Linked DNA regions of Mus musculus: regions 2, 3 and 4 are each linked to region 1. The links are chromatin contacts, called in public HiChIP or PLAC-seq and capture Hi-C maps. All regions are on one chromosome and are shown on one strand. The core of a region is the stretch at or near the end of the contact, and the rest is flanking DNA. Distances in the headings are between cores, read along the strand shown.

The links. HiChIP or PLAC-seq counts read pairs in DNA pulled down with a chosen protein or histone mark. Capture Hi-C pulls out chosen DNA fragments and counts their contacts.
Region 2: a contact with region 1 is called in a capture Hi-C map of embryonic stem cells, with 2.9 times the contacts expected there. The contact joins two enhancer-like sites. A contact is called at or near these places in 1 of 15 datasets of contacts at CTCF or cohesin (embryonic stem cells), 1 of 484 Hi-C or Micro-C datasets (the 3T3-L1 cell line), 2 of 115 datasets of contacts at active chromatin or transcription factors (embryonic midbrain and embryonic stem cells) and 1 of 9 other capture datasets (embryonic stem cells).
Region 3: an H3K4me3 HiChIP or PLAC-seq map of embryonic midbrain shows a contact between it and region 1, with 4 times the contacts expected there. The contact joins two enhancer-like sites. A contact is called at or near these places in 1 of 15 datasets of contacts at CTCF or cohesin (embryonic stem cells) and 2 of 115 datasets of contacts at active chromatin or transcription factors (embryonic midbrain and embryonic stem cells).
Region 4: a contact with region 1 is called in an H3K4me3 HiChIP or PLAC-seq map of embryonic midbrain, with 5 times the contacts expected there. The contact joins two enhancer-like sites. A contact is called at or near these places in 2 of 484 Hi-C or Micro-C datasets (the N1E-115 cell line and embryonic stem cells), 2 of 115 datasets of contacts at active chromatin or transcription factors (embryonic midbrain and embryonic stem cells) and 1 of 9 other capture datasets (embryonic stem cells).

Annotation. Positions count from the first base shown.
Region 1 is chr8:108,899,132-108,902,085 of GRCm38.p6, reverse strand. The region is part of intron 4 of Zfhx3 (zinc finger homeobox 3); the gene reads right to left. Among named protein-coding and RNA genes, the nearest start is that of Mir3108, 36 kb to the left of the region's middle. Within about 2 kb of position 1,380, at least 25 of the 459 cell types and tissues checked have an H3K27ac peak or open chromatin away from gene starts, as enhancers often do.
Region 2 is chr8:108,449,432-108,452,340 of GRCm38.p6, reverse strand. It overlaps a transcript of Zfhx3 not described here. Among named protein-coding and RNA genes, the nearest start is that of Gm39243, 21 kb to the left of the region's middle. Within about 2 kb of position 1,275, at least 14 of the 459 cell types and tissues checked have an H3K27ac peak or open chromatin away from gene starts, as enhancers often do.
Region 3 is chr8:108,509,558-108,512,488 of GRCm38.p6, reverse strand. It overlaps Gm42041 (a long non-coding RNA gene), which reads left to right. Exons shown (of 2, transcript XR_879161.2): 2 at 1-198. It also overlaps a transcript of Zfhx3 not described here. Among named protein-coding and RNA genes, the nearest start is that of Gm42041, 13 kb to the left of the region's middle. Within about 2 kb of position 1,383, at least 32 of the 459 cell types and tissues checked have an H3K27ac peak or open chromatin away from gene starts, as enhancers often do.
Region 4 is chr8:108,480,160-108,482,908 of GRCm38.p6, reverse strand. It overlaps a transcript of Zfhx3 not described here. Among named protein-coding and RNA genes, the nearest start is that of Gm39243, 9.2 kb to the right of the region's middle. Within about 2 kb of position 1,343, at least 34 of the 459 cell types and tissues checked have an H3K27ac peak or open chromatin away from gene starts, as enhancers often do.

The DNA.
Region 1 (2,954 bases), core at 131-2,630:
CACATGGTGATTAACAACTGCCTGTAACTCCAGTTCCAGGAATCCAGTACCCACTTCTGGCCTCCATGGGCACTGTATGCACATGGTACACACACACACACACACACACACACACACACACACACACACCCCAACCCCCCCACACACACGTAAAATAAAATAAAAACATTTTTCAATTAAGAAAGCATACAGAGTTCTCTCCAAAAGGTGCTAATACCCTATGGACTGACAGAGATACTAAAGGACTTCAGTGAAGAGTCAGAAACAGGAAGTGTCCTGAGAGAAGATAGGATGCACCGGGCCTTTGAGAAAGAGTGAGGAGGTTGAAGAGACAGCAGACAAGCGCTGCTGGGCCAAAGAGGTATCTAGGTAAAATGGGTAGCTGTAGTTGCGGGGTAGGGCGTGGGGGTGGGGGCTGAGCAAAATCAGAGACTTCTTTCTCATTTAGAAAAGTCAAAAAGAGTAAATAAGCAGCGTGGTCCGAAGGAGAGAACATGTGTTACACGAGCATAAGACACTGGGGAGGGAAAGGACGGTTTGCAGAAACCCGGTCACCCGCGGGCTCTGCATGCGTGTAGAGGAGGAATTCTGTTTAGAGGAAGTGACGACAAGAGATAGGCTCAGAGACGGACTGGTCATCAAGGGAGCTCACTGGAAGATGAGGGCCATAAAGGGGAGGAGGGGACAGCGCTCAAGTCAAGCAAGGATCACGTGACCAAAGGAGGAGGCTGGCATTTTGCTCTGCTCATGAAGGGAGCCACGTGGAGACAGGGAGTCTCTAGCCGGCGACTCAGTGTTTTCAGAGAAAAGACAAACAGGAATCAGAACCAAGCTCACCAGAGACAAACCTAAAAGCCTGCACTCAGAAACAGGGCTGGCCCCCAACACCCCAGATATTTGAGTTTCTAGGCAAATGAAATAGTGCCTCACTCTCTGCCCCGCTGGAAAATGACATCCCAGATATCATTTAAGCCGGAAACTTACCAGGCTTTAAAGCCAGGACAAAGGACAATGCTTGCACCCCCCTCCCCTTTTTATGTCTCCATGATCTTTTCGGGAAGGGTGGATCCCAGAAGCACTCTAGGTCCGGGGTAAGTCCAAGGCTTCGGGTGGCAGGGTTGCTGCCACAGGCCCGAGTCCCAGCCGCGGAGAGCCCGGCAAAGTCAAGTAATTGTTTTTCCCCTTCCGCTAATAAGCTTTTCAGTAGGGGAAGAATTCAGCTTCCTGTAGTCAACAGACCCTTTTTTTCCCTGCCTCTCCTCACTCCAAATAATCTAAAGTGACTGCAATTCCAGCCCTGCCTCTCCAGCATTCAGCTCCACCAGCTGGGGTCACAGGGTGTCAAGTGAGGGCTCTCCTTTTCTCTTCTGCTCTGCCTGTACGCCGCCCGTGCTTCTTTGTAACTGAGGCAACCTTCCTCTCTGGCCCAGCCATTATGTGGGCAGCACATGGGCTGTGCATTCCAGGAAATGTCTCTTACGACCCAGACAGCACCGGAGGGGGGATCTCTTCACTGGGAACTAAACAACTGATTCGGAACGGCCAACCTGGGATACCGGAGGCTGGTGACCCGCATTGCCCATCTTAGGAAATCCACGGTCGCGAGATGGTCAGGCGTGTTAACGTGGGCGGCTGCTCGTGGGACTCTTTGGTTCAGCTTTCTGAAAATGATTCTCATCCCTAGATTCTCTTGTGTGTCTGTCTTTGTGGCTCATGGCGGTGTGGAGGGTACATCTTCATGTGTACATGTGGAAGCCAAAGACACTGTCTAGCGTCTTCGATAGCTTTTCTGCCTTTTTCAAGACACGGCCTCTCTCTGAAATTGGAGCTCACCTTCAGTCCTAGAAATCTTCCACCTCCTGCCTCTGCCTCCCTAGCACCAGGAATGTGGGTACATACCTCAGCACCTTGCTTTCACCCCGTTTTTTACACGGGTGCTGGGAACCAGGCTTGGGTTTGCATGGCAAGCACTTTGCCCACTGAGCCATCTCTCTAGCCCTCTGTTCCTAAATTCTTTGTCTTAAGGTCTTGCTAAGTGCTCCCGTGGTCAGTACTTCCAGGCCTAGTTCTTTGTTGAATCGTCTGCAAGTGGATGAATAACTGGGAAAGCAACCCTGCTCACACCTTGCCTCATTTCAAAACACAACTTCTACTGAGGAAGGCAGCAATGAGGTGTGTCCCTTCAGTGTCTTCAAAGAGGGAGACCTGAAGAGCACAGAGCTGAAGGCCAGCAAGCACACAGAGAGATGGAGCAAATGACAGACAACACAGGTGTGGGGAACCCTGAGGGAGGCCATGTTAGGTGCCTGCCCTGCAGGTGCACAGAAAGACGGCAGTGTGCAAACACACACGAGACTTCCTCCTGGAACTAAGGCATCAAGTGGGAGACAGAGGCAGGACCACAGCCCCCTGCATCCTTCTTCCGACCACCATACCCAATGGATATGCAGGCTGGAAGGGGGCGGGGGTGGGGGAGGCTGTCTCTTTGTATCCACACAAACACCTGCATCCCCACCCCAACACTGTGCAGACCCAATGCAGTGTGTCCTTACTCCTGGCCGCAGACAGGCCTGTGATGGGAATTTATTTCCCTCAATTAGGAGCTCTTGTCCTCGGTCTCAGTTCATCAGCATGGTGCAGCCAAGTCAATGAATGGTTCCACAATGAGGTAATCACATGCACAGGGACGGCTGCCGGGCTGGCAGGGGCTGTAGCCACGCCCAGCCACGCCCAGCCCAGCCACGCCCAGCCCAGCCACATGGGCTCTTCACCTGGTCCCTGCAGGTCACCGCTCACCCCGCCTGTCCACGGAGCCTTTTCTTTGACCTGGTCACAGAAGCTTTAATTGCAGAGTGAGGATACAGGCAGCTGGGCACATGGGGGCTAACCCAGCGACGGTGATGCGCTCGCTTGCTCCCTGTCCTTTATCACTACCATGAGAACCAGCCCCACGC
Region 2 (2,909 bases), core at 26-2,525, 450 kb after region 1:
GAGACAGCGCTCAGGAGCAGCGGTGGCCAGGGCTGCTACAGGGTAAAGCTGACATGCAGAAAAGGACTCATTCTTAGAAACCAAGTTAGCAAGAAACCTGGAAGCAAACCTGGCTTTGCCTCGTCTCGTCTCCCCTCCCTCCCCCTCCCCCTTCCCCTCCCCTATCCTTCTTCCCCTCTCCCCCCCTTCCCTTCCTTTCCTCTCCACTCTACTTTCTTTCCTCTCATCTGTTTGTCCTTTCCCCTCTATATTTATCTACTAAGCATTTTTAACATGGAAAGTTTAAAAACCTATAATATGTTCACTAGGCTCCTGATGATGGCATTAGTTTGGCAATACTAAGCTGATGGTAGCATATAGAATGAGCTTAACAGGCACTGCCATGAAGGTACTAGGTGTGGAAAAGTCAGATGGCATTTGGCCTTTCCAGAGGGACAACAGGAACCTCAAACCAAGAACGACTGTGCAAGGGAATGGGAGAGGGGTTGGCACACAGAGATGCTTCAAGCACAAGAGGCAGAACACTGCAGCAAAAGTCATGACATGAGGTCACAGGAAGTTCTCCCTCTAGGTGGGAAACAAAAGATACACAGGGGAAGGGCTGGGGTCACTTCCCCCTCCTAACCAGAGGCAGAAGGTCTGGGTTCTCATGCCAAGTGGGTGGTATGTCCATCTAGAGTTCCTGATGAGGCTGGGTGGTATATGTGGAATGAGCCTAGATGAACTGAGAGCCTCGAGAAAGTGGTGGAGACCAGAGCTAAGCTCTTCAGGTGGAAGGAGAAAGAAGCAGGAGGTTAGCTATGGTGGGATCACACCAGCCTTCAATGTCCGAAAAGGGGGTTTAAGGAAACAGGAGGCCATGACGGTCCTCGGTAATATCCATGCCTCTCCATGATGAGCAATCTCTTAGGATGAAAAGGGAGAAGAGGCTGTCGAGGGAACTGACCTGTGAGAAGGCAGTTTTCACGGAGGTAGGGGCAGAGCTCAGACAGCAGAGCTCTAAGGGTTGATGGGATGGCGAGGGCTTAAGGGCAGCCACGGAAGAAAACATTAACTAAGCCTAAATGCCGAGGACAGACTGAATAATGAACCGAGCGGCTAGAATGAAATGCTAGCTTTGCCTCCAGGAGACCACTTCATCCTGGAAAGTTAAGGAGGTGGGGACCTTCCTGTAGGGCTGCTTCCTCACCCCCCACCCCGCTAGCCCCACCCTTGGCCCCGCCCCATAGCTCCTAAGGCTGGCAGAGGGGCCATTGTTCTGTCCGCTCCTCAAAGGGCCTGTGAGTGGCTACTCACAGTCTCTCGCTTTTGTGCTCTGAGAGATTAGAACCAAGGAGCTGGGGGCTCAAGAGCCTGGGAACAGAAGCGGGCACAAGTGGAAGGGAGGCCTCTGGGTGGTCAAGTTTGAGTCGTGCCCCCCCCCCCCTTTTCTGGTCCTGGTCTTGTGATCTTCTTTTCAGCCGGTTAAGAGGATCTCTTTCCCTCTTTTCCTTGTTTCTTTTTAGAAAACGAGCACTTTCTCAATCTGCTTGACATGAGACGTTCCTTTGTTCAACTCTAATGTTAATGGCCCGTTTTGTTCTTGAGTTTGTTAGCTTCTCACCAGTGTGTGTGTGTGTGTGTGTGTGTGTGTGTGTGTATGAGACTCCCTGACCAATCTAACTAAATTCAGCAGCTCTCTTCGAAACACAGTTAAAAACAATTAAGGGTATATCTAAATAGTACGCATAAAATCAAGGACTAGGTAGCAAACTCATGGCTTCCAATAGCCCAAGTGTATTTTTCAGGAAATCCAAGAAATAAATAAAGCACACCATTTCTCCAATTTAATAAGGTCCATTCTTGTAAGAAAAAAATGTCAAACTATTATGGTGTTAACACTAATAATGATACTAATATTTACCAAATTGTAATCGCAAGGCCTTGCCAACAAAGAACAAAGAAACATAAAACAAAGGGCCCAATCAAAAACAAACAAACAGCTCTCCCGGTGACTTCAAAATTTCCAGAGATTTTATAATGCTGAATTCAACGAATGCAGGGATGGATCTGAGATGAGAGGCTGCAGTGGTTAAAGAGCTGGAGCTGGAGAAATGGCTCCATGGGTAAAATGCTTGTTAAGACCCAAGTTTGGATCCAGGACATGTGGTGGGGGCCCAAATACAATAGGAAGATTCTGGGGACTGGCTGGCTAGCCAGACTATCTTAAATGATGGTCAACAGGTCCAATGAGAGGCCTTGTTTCATAAATCAGATGAAGAGTGACAGAAGCAGAAACCTGATGACAACCTCTGGTGAGGTGCACAGGCATGGGTGAATACACCGGTGCTCTGCGCGCAAATACACACACACACACACACACACACACACACACACACACACACACACACACATCATGATGTGTTAAACAAACACAAAAATGAATAAACAAAATATTAGGTAACAGGACTTGATCCTGACTGCTTGTAACTTTTCCGAATCCATCAAGTACCACAAAGGAGCAAGTTCAGCTACAGAGGATTTTCTCTGTCGAACTGATGGACCTAAGGGACTGATAGGATCATCATGGCTAAGGTGGTCAAGCATACTTGCCAATCAGTCCCCATAGCTGCTCCACCATTGCTTGCCCAACAAGGCTCAAATGCAGGGTTTCCATAGCAATTGTTCTGCCTAAATTTCATCTATCTATGCTACATCCTTAAGCGTACCCAAGATCTCAACATTGAGTTTTTTCCAATAGCCGGGCTCACCAGCATTGAGAGGGTTTCCATTGCTCTGAAACAGAAAGGCCACTTTTCTACAAACGACACACCATAGATACCTTTCTTCTCATTCGGTGCCCAGTTTTGCCCCTAGCTATCAGCAGCAGTGCATCTGGGAGAAGGAAGGATGTAGCCTGACCACAGCAG
Region 3 (2,931 bases), core at 134-2,633, 390 kb after region 1:
CTGAGCAGTGCTAGTGGGACCCTCATATACTAACCTATCGATGGCCAGTGGCCAGACATGGATCCAAGATCCCCTGGTCCTCCAGCAGACCACAGAGAACAACCAAGTTGTCCCAGAACAGAAGAGATGGTATAACTCCTCAGGTGCCCCAGCCAACCTTCAGCCAATGACCTAAATAATAAATACTTCTTGTATCGAGTCAGTAAGTTTTTCAATTCTTCATTACATAGCAAAAGCCTATTGGTTATGAACTCAAGGTTGACCTCGCTTCAATAAGCCCACAATTACAAGGTAATAGGAAAGATGGGGTGACTGACTTCCTCTAAGACTGACTTTCTTTTTCACATATTACTTGGTCTTTGTCCTTTCATGCCTACAAACTCACTTGCTTCTGCCTAGAACCCTGTAAATCAAAGAACATCCATGTGTTTCAGAGTCCCAGAACACTGTAGCAACAGCAAGAGTGATTTGGGTCATCTGTGGCTGCATACAACATATACCCACATACCCCCCCATACACACATACACAATACATGCATACACCATATACACATATACACACATATGCACACATACACACATATAACACATACACATATACACACATATGCACACATACACACATATAACACACACACATATACACATATACACACATACAAAAATATACACATACACAAATACACACATATACACATATACACATACATATACACACATATATACAAATACACACATACATACATACACATATACACATACTAAAACACACATATACACACATACACAAACACACACATTCACACACATACACACATACATACATATACACACATACACACATGCACGCACACACACACAAGCAGAACAGTGGAATGAAGAAGAGGAAAGGAAGAGTGGAACCAAGTGTGATGGGGGATGAATATGATTAAAATATATACATGAATGAAAATGTCATAAAGAAATCCAACATATATAATTACTATATGCTCATAAAAGACATCTTAAAAAAGAACTTTGGTGGACAAAGTTAACCTTGGGTTGCAGCTGGCTCTTCAAAGGGCTGAATTCTTTGCCTGGTAGCATTTAGGGGAGAAATTATAGGTGGTACATATTTTCCTACCGTGTAAGAAAGTGGGAGGCAGAACTGAGTGCTAAGTACCACACGTATGGTCAGGAGGGGGAAGGGCTGCACTTGCTCAGTTACTCATCTAGGACTGCTGGGGACCAGGCCCACGGGAGACTGACATTTAGACAAAGTCACTCTCAGCCACCAGCACAGCAACCGTGCAGGGCAGAGCTCTGAATGGCTCTGGCATCTGTTTTGTCCGGCCTCATGCCCACATACTGGGACCGCTTGTTTACACCCAATAGCAATTAGCACCGTGGTAAAGGCCTTGTGCTCTGTGCTAATTCAGACGAACAAGCGTGTCTGACTCTGCTAGTCACAGAGTGCTCAGGGCACACCTGGCCCTCTCGGCAGGCCTTTGTTTTAAAACGAGGGGCTGGTGCAACCCAAAAGGTTGCATTCTCTTCTTGCTGAAGGATAACCATGGAGACCCAGGGGAGGCTGTGGCTGTGGCCTGGTTTTTGGCCCTGAATATAAACTTTCTGCCATGGAAGGACAGTGAACAGCTGGGAGGCAAAGCGGCTATTCACAGCTAGCCAAAGCTAACAGGGTGGGCCCAGGGAACACCCATGGGCATGCAGATGCCTGGCTGACAGCAGTGCCCACCGCTGGAGACTGTTCTGAAACCACCATGTGCACAGGTGGGAAACAAAGACCTAGGCTAACCCCACTTTGGGATTTAAAGTTCGCTGGTTATTTTTTGCGGAGCCTCCTCAGCCGGGCAGCCATCTGCTTTTTATTCTAACAGAAACACTCCGTCTGGATTCCAGCCACCCATTTGTTGGCCTTTAGCTTTGTTTTAAGGTCAGGCTCATTAAGGTATTCTTCATATTCAAGAAAAATTTCACTTTAAAAAAATATGGTAGAGTGAGTTTTGACAAACACAGACAGGCATCCATTACCAATCAAGGAATAGAGCAAGTAACTACTGTTGGGTTCCTTCTTGCAGGACGGGGAGATGGCTCAGTGGCTAAAGCCTTATTCAGCTGACACTGCCAATCTGAAATCCTGTAACAAGGGAGGCCAGGGGAAGGACTTACTGCAGGAACCTGGAAGCAGGAACGGAAGCGGAGACCACAGAGGAGCAAAGCTGCTTACTGGCTCACCCTCTCTGGCTCGACCCAGACGTTTCTCTTCTAGAACTCAGGCCCAGCTGCCTAGGAGTTGAACCACCACTGCACCACCACTGTCGGCTGGACCCTCCCTTATCGATTAGCAATTAAGAAAGGGCCTCATGGACACACCAGACTGATCCAGGCAGATTCTTAGCTGAGGTTCCCCTATCCTAGGTAGGTGACTCTGCGAGTATCAAGCTGACAGTGACGCAGAAACAAAGTAGAGAGCTACTCTATAAGATCCCCAGTGCCAACATTTGGCTTTCCTGGGTTGATATTGGCAAGTGCTTTCTGGGGTGAAATTGTTCCTGGGTGGAAAACACAGGATTACGATGATAAGAATAACTTTTAGCATCTCTTGGGGATATCACGCATGGGTGTCCCACATCCTATGACATTTATTCTTCACCTTCAAATTAGACAGTACTTCTATTCCACACACGGGACACCCAGATGCAGAGACATTAAGACCTCTGTGTAAGGTGACACAATTATCAAGAGCTAGAGGAGATTAGAACCCCGGGGCTATCTGGCAGCCCCTCCTGATCTGCTGTGAAGAAATACACATATGGATTTATTAATTTAAAAATGGTGGGAAGCATGGCGGCATACGGGCAGACATGGTACTGGAGAGGTAGCTGAGAGTTCTACACACAGGTCCAAAGGCAGCAGGAAGAGAGTCACTGG
Region 4 (2,749 bases), core at 94-2,593, 420 kb after region 1:
TTGTGACTCACAGGCTGAGAACTACTACTGGCCTAGATGGTTGTTGTGAATTAAGAATCTTTGCTTCTCCTATGGAGCTGTAAACCCCTTCAACTCTTCGAGTACTTTCTCTAGCACCTTCATTGGAGACCTTGTGCTCTTTGAGCATCCACTTCTGTATTTGTCAGGCACTGGCAGAGCCTCTCAGGGGACAGCTATATCAGGCTTCTACCAGCAAGCACTTCTTGGTATCCACAGTAGTGCCTGGGTTTAGTGGTTGTATATAGGATGGATTCCCTAGGTGGGGCAGTCTCTGGCTGGTCATTCCTTCAGTCTCTGCTCCACACTTTGTCTCTGTAACTCCTTCCATGGGTATTTTGTTCCCCTTTTCTAGGAAGGATCGAAGTATACACACTGTGGTCTTCCTTCTTCTTGAGTTTCATGTGGTTTGTGAATTGTACCTTGAGTATTCCGAGCTTCTGGGCTAATACCCACTTATCAGTGAGTGCATATCATGTGTGTTCTTTTGTGATTGGGTTACTTCACTCAGGATGATATGTTCCAGATCCATCTATTTGCCTAAGAATCATACTAACCAGTACCTCCCAGAGCTCTCAGGGACTAAACCACCAACCAAAGAGTACACACGATGGGACTCATGGCCCCAGCTACATATGCAGCAGAGGATGGCCTAGTCGGTCATCAATGAGAGGAGAGGCCCTTGGTCCTGTGAAGGCTTTATGCCCCAGTGTAGGGGAATGCCAGGGCCAGGAAGCAGGAGTGGGTGGGTTGGGGAGCAGGGGGAGGGGGAAAGGGAAAAGGGGAGAGGACTTAGGGAGGGAAACCAGGAAAGGGGATAACATTTGACATGTAAATAAAGAAAATATCTAATAAAATAAAATAAAATAAAGAATCTTTGCACCCAGAACTGGTAAGCCCATATTGTGTGCCCAGGGCTGATGTAAAGCAGGAGAAACACCAATCAAATTGGCAGGGATCATGAGATGCAGCCCTTTTTTTTCTATACTCCAGGACAATGGTGAGCCTAGCTTAGCTGGCTTTGCCTTAGTATATTTTCCAATCTGGATGGTTACACGTACCCCTGAAGGTCTTGCATGTATTCCCATGTGCCTGTGTGCACCTGGCTTTGCTTTTGCACGGACTCAGGGCTTATCTGCCATGTCTGGGCCAGTGGGTTCGGTTTTCCTTTGTGTGAACATTCATCTGCCTGGGCCCATCCCCCTCCGGCCTCTCCCCCACACATTAACCTCAAATCTCAGCGCATGCTCCAGGGTCTTGCCTGCGTTGGCTGCTCCTGGGCTCGCAGCATCCCTGCCCCCTTCCCTCAGCCCTCTTATCTAAAGCAGCATGTCACTGCAATTTTATGGTCAACATTACAGACTCAAGCCCTCCTTTGAACCAATCGCACTGCACTGAATATGTTAAGGGAATCCAGGCTTTCTGAAAGGAGCCTGCTTCCTAAGCCCTACTGCCTGACCTCTCTGGGGCTGCCTCCATAAATCTGCCTCACCTGATGGGAGATGGGCTTTTTAGGATCTCTCGGGGTGCTTTGAGGCAGCAGTTCTATGAACTCCTTGCCACAATAAATAATGCTACCTGCAATATGTCTTTGAGAGTGTGTCAGTGGCGGCTGTCCTGCCATGCATTTTTAGCATTGTGCCGCCTGGAAGATAGATTCCAGATTCAGCATTTGCTCGCACTTAGTGCCAGATCCCTTTACCCTTTTGCCCCAGTGGAGTGACAGAGACCACAAATAAAATAAAATAAAATAAAATAAAATAAAATAAAATAAAATAAAAATAAAACGAGGGGGAAGAAAAAGCAGCCTAGGAAAAATGATACAAGAAGAGGGAAAGAGTCACACATACACTAGTGACTACCTGGTAATCTGATGGCAGAGGCTAGGCTGGACAGAGGAGGAGGCTGTATGGGGGTGTGGGGGTGGGGGTGGGGAGGAGTAGGTCTGGATTTCTCAGGAAGGAAGCAATGGACCTGGAGTAGCTAGAGAAGAGGCTGTTCTACCAGGCAGAGTGCCCGGGTAAGAGGAAAGCCCACGTGTAGATCTACCATCTATCATGAAGTACAGAGGCTCACAACTCTTTGCATGTAAGCACATTGGTGGCCATTACATTGGGTAGATTCTAGATAATTGGTCCAATGACATGGAGCAACGGATTTGGAAACAGCCCAGGGACAGCATCCGGGGGCACTGCTGTGTTCTAGAAGCTCAAGACAATAAAGGAAGTCACGGACTGCAGCTTAGAAAGAGCAATCAGCCTCCCCTGCCCCAAATGGCCCTGCCTCGCGCATCTCCACACAACTGGAAATGAGAGTCCGTGCAGTCGGGTGAGTTTTCCTAGTTACCATCTCTGCAACTTGAGCTCGCCGGCAGTGCTAAAGCCAACATTCACCACTGCGGTGCCCGAGAATTTCCGATCCTTTGAAATGCCCCGAGTCCCAGGAAGTTTCTGCATTAATAACTTTGCCAGCCTGTATCTATTACGGCGGGAGAGAGCCCAGGAAAGGAAGAAAGCAGAGATGGCTTTGATATGTTAACATCGCCCAACGGTAGATGCTTTCATTTTACATACTGCATCCTCTTTTAGAGGTGATAAAATCCAACAATGCCCAGGCCTGGCTTCTGTGTGTACTGAGATCCACTCAAACCCTGCCTGATAAGAGAGCCCAGGACTGCAGCAGATTCCTGGACCCGAGTTTCAGGACGATACCCACAGGAGTCACCTAGGGA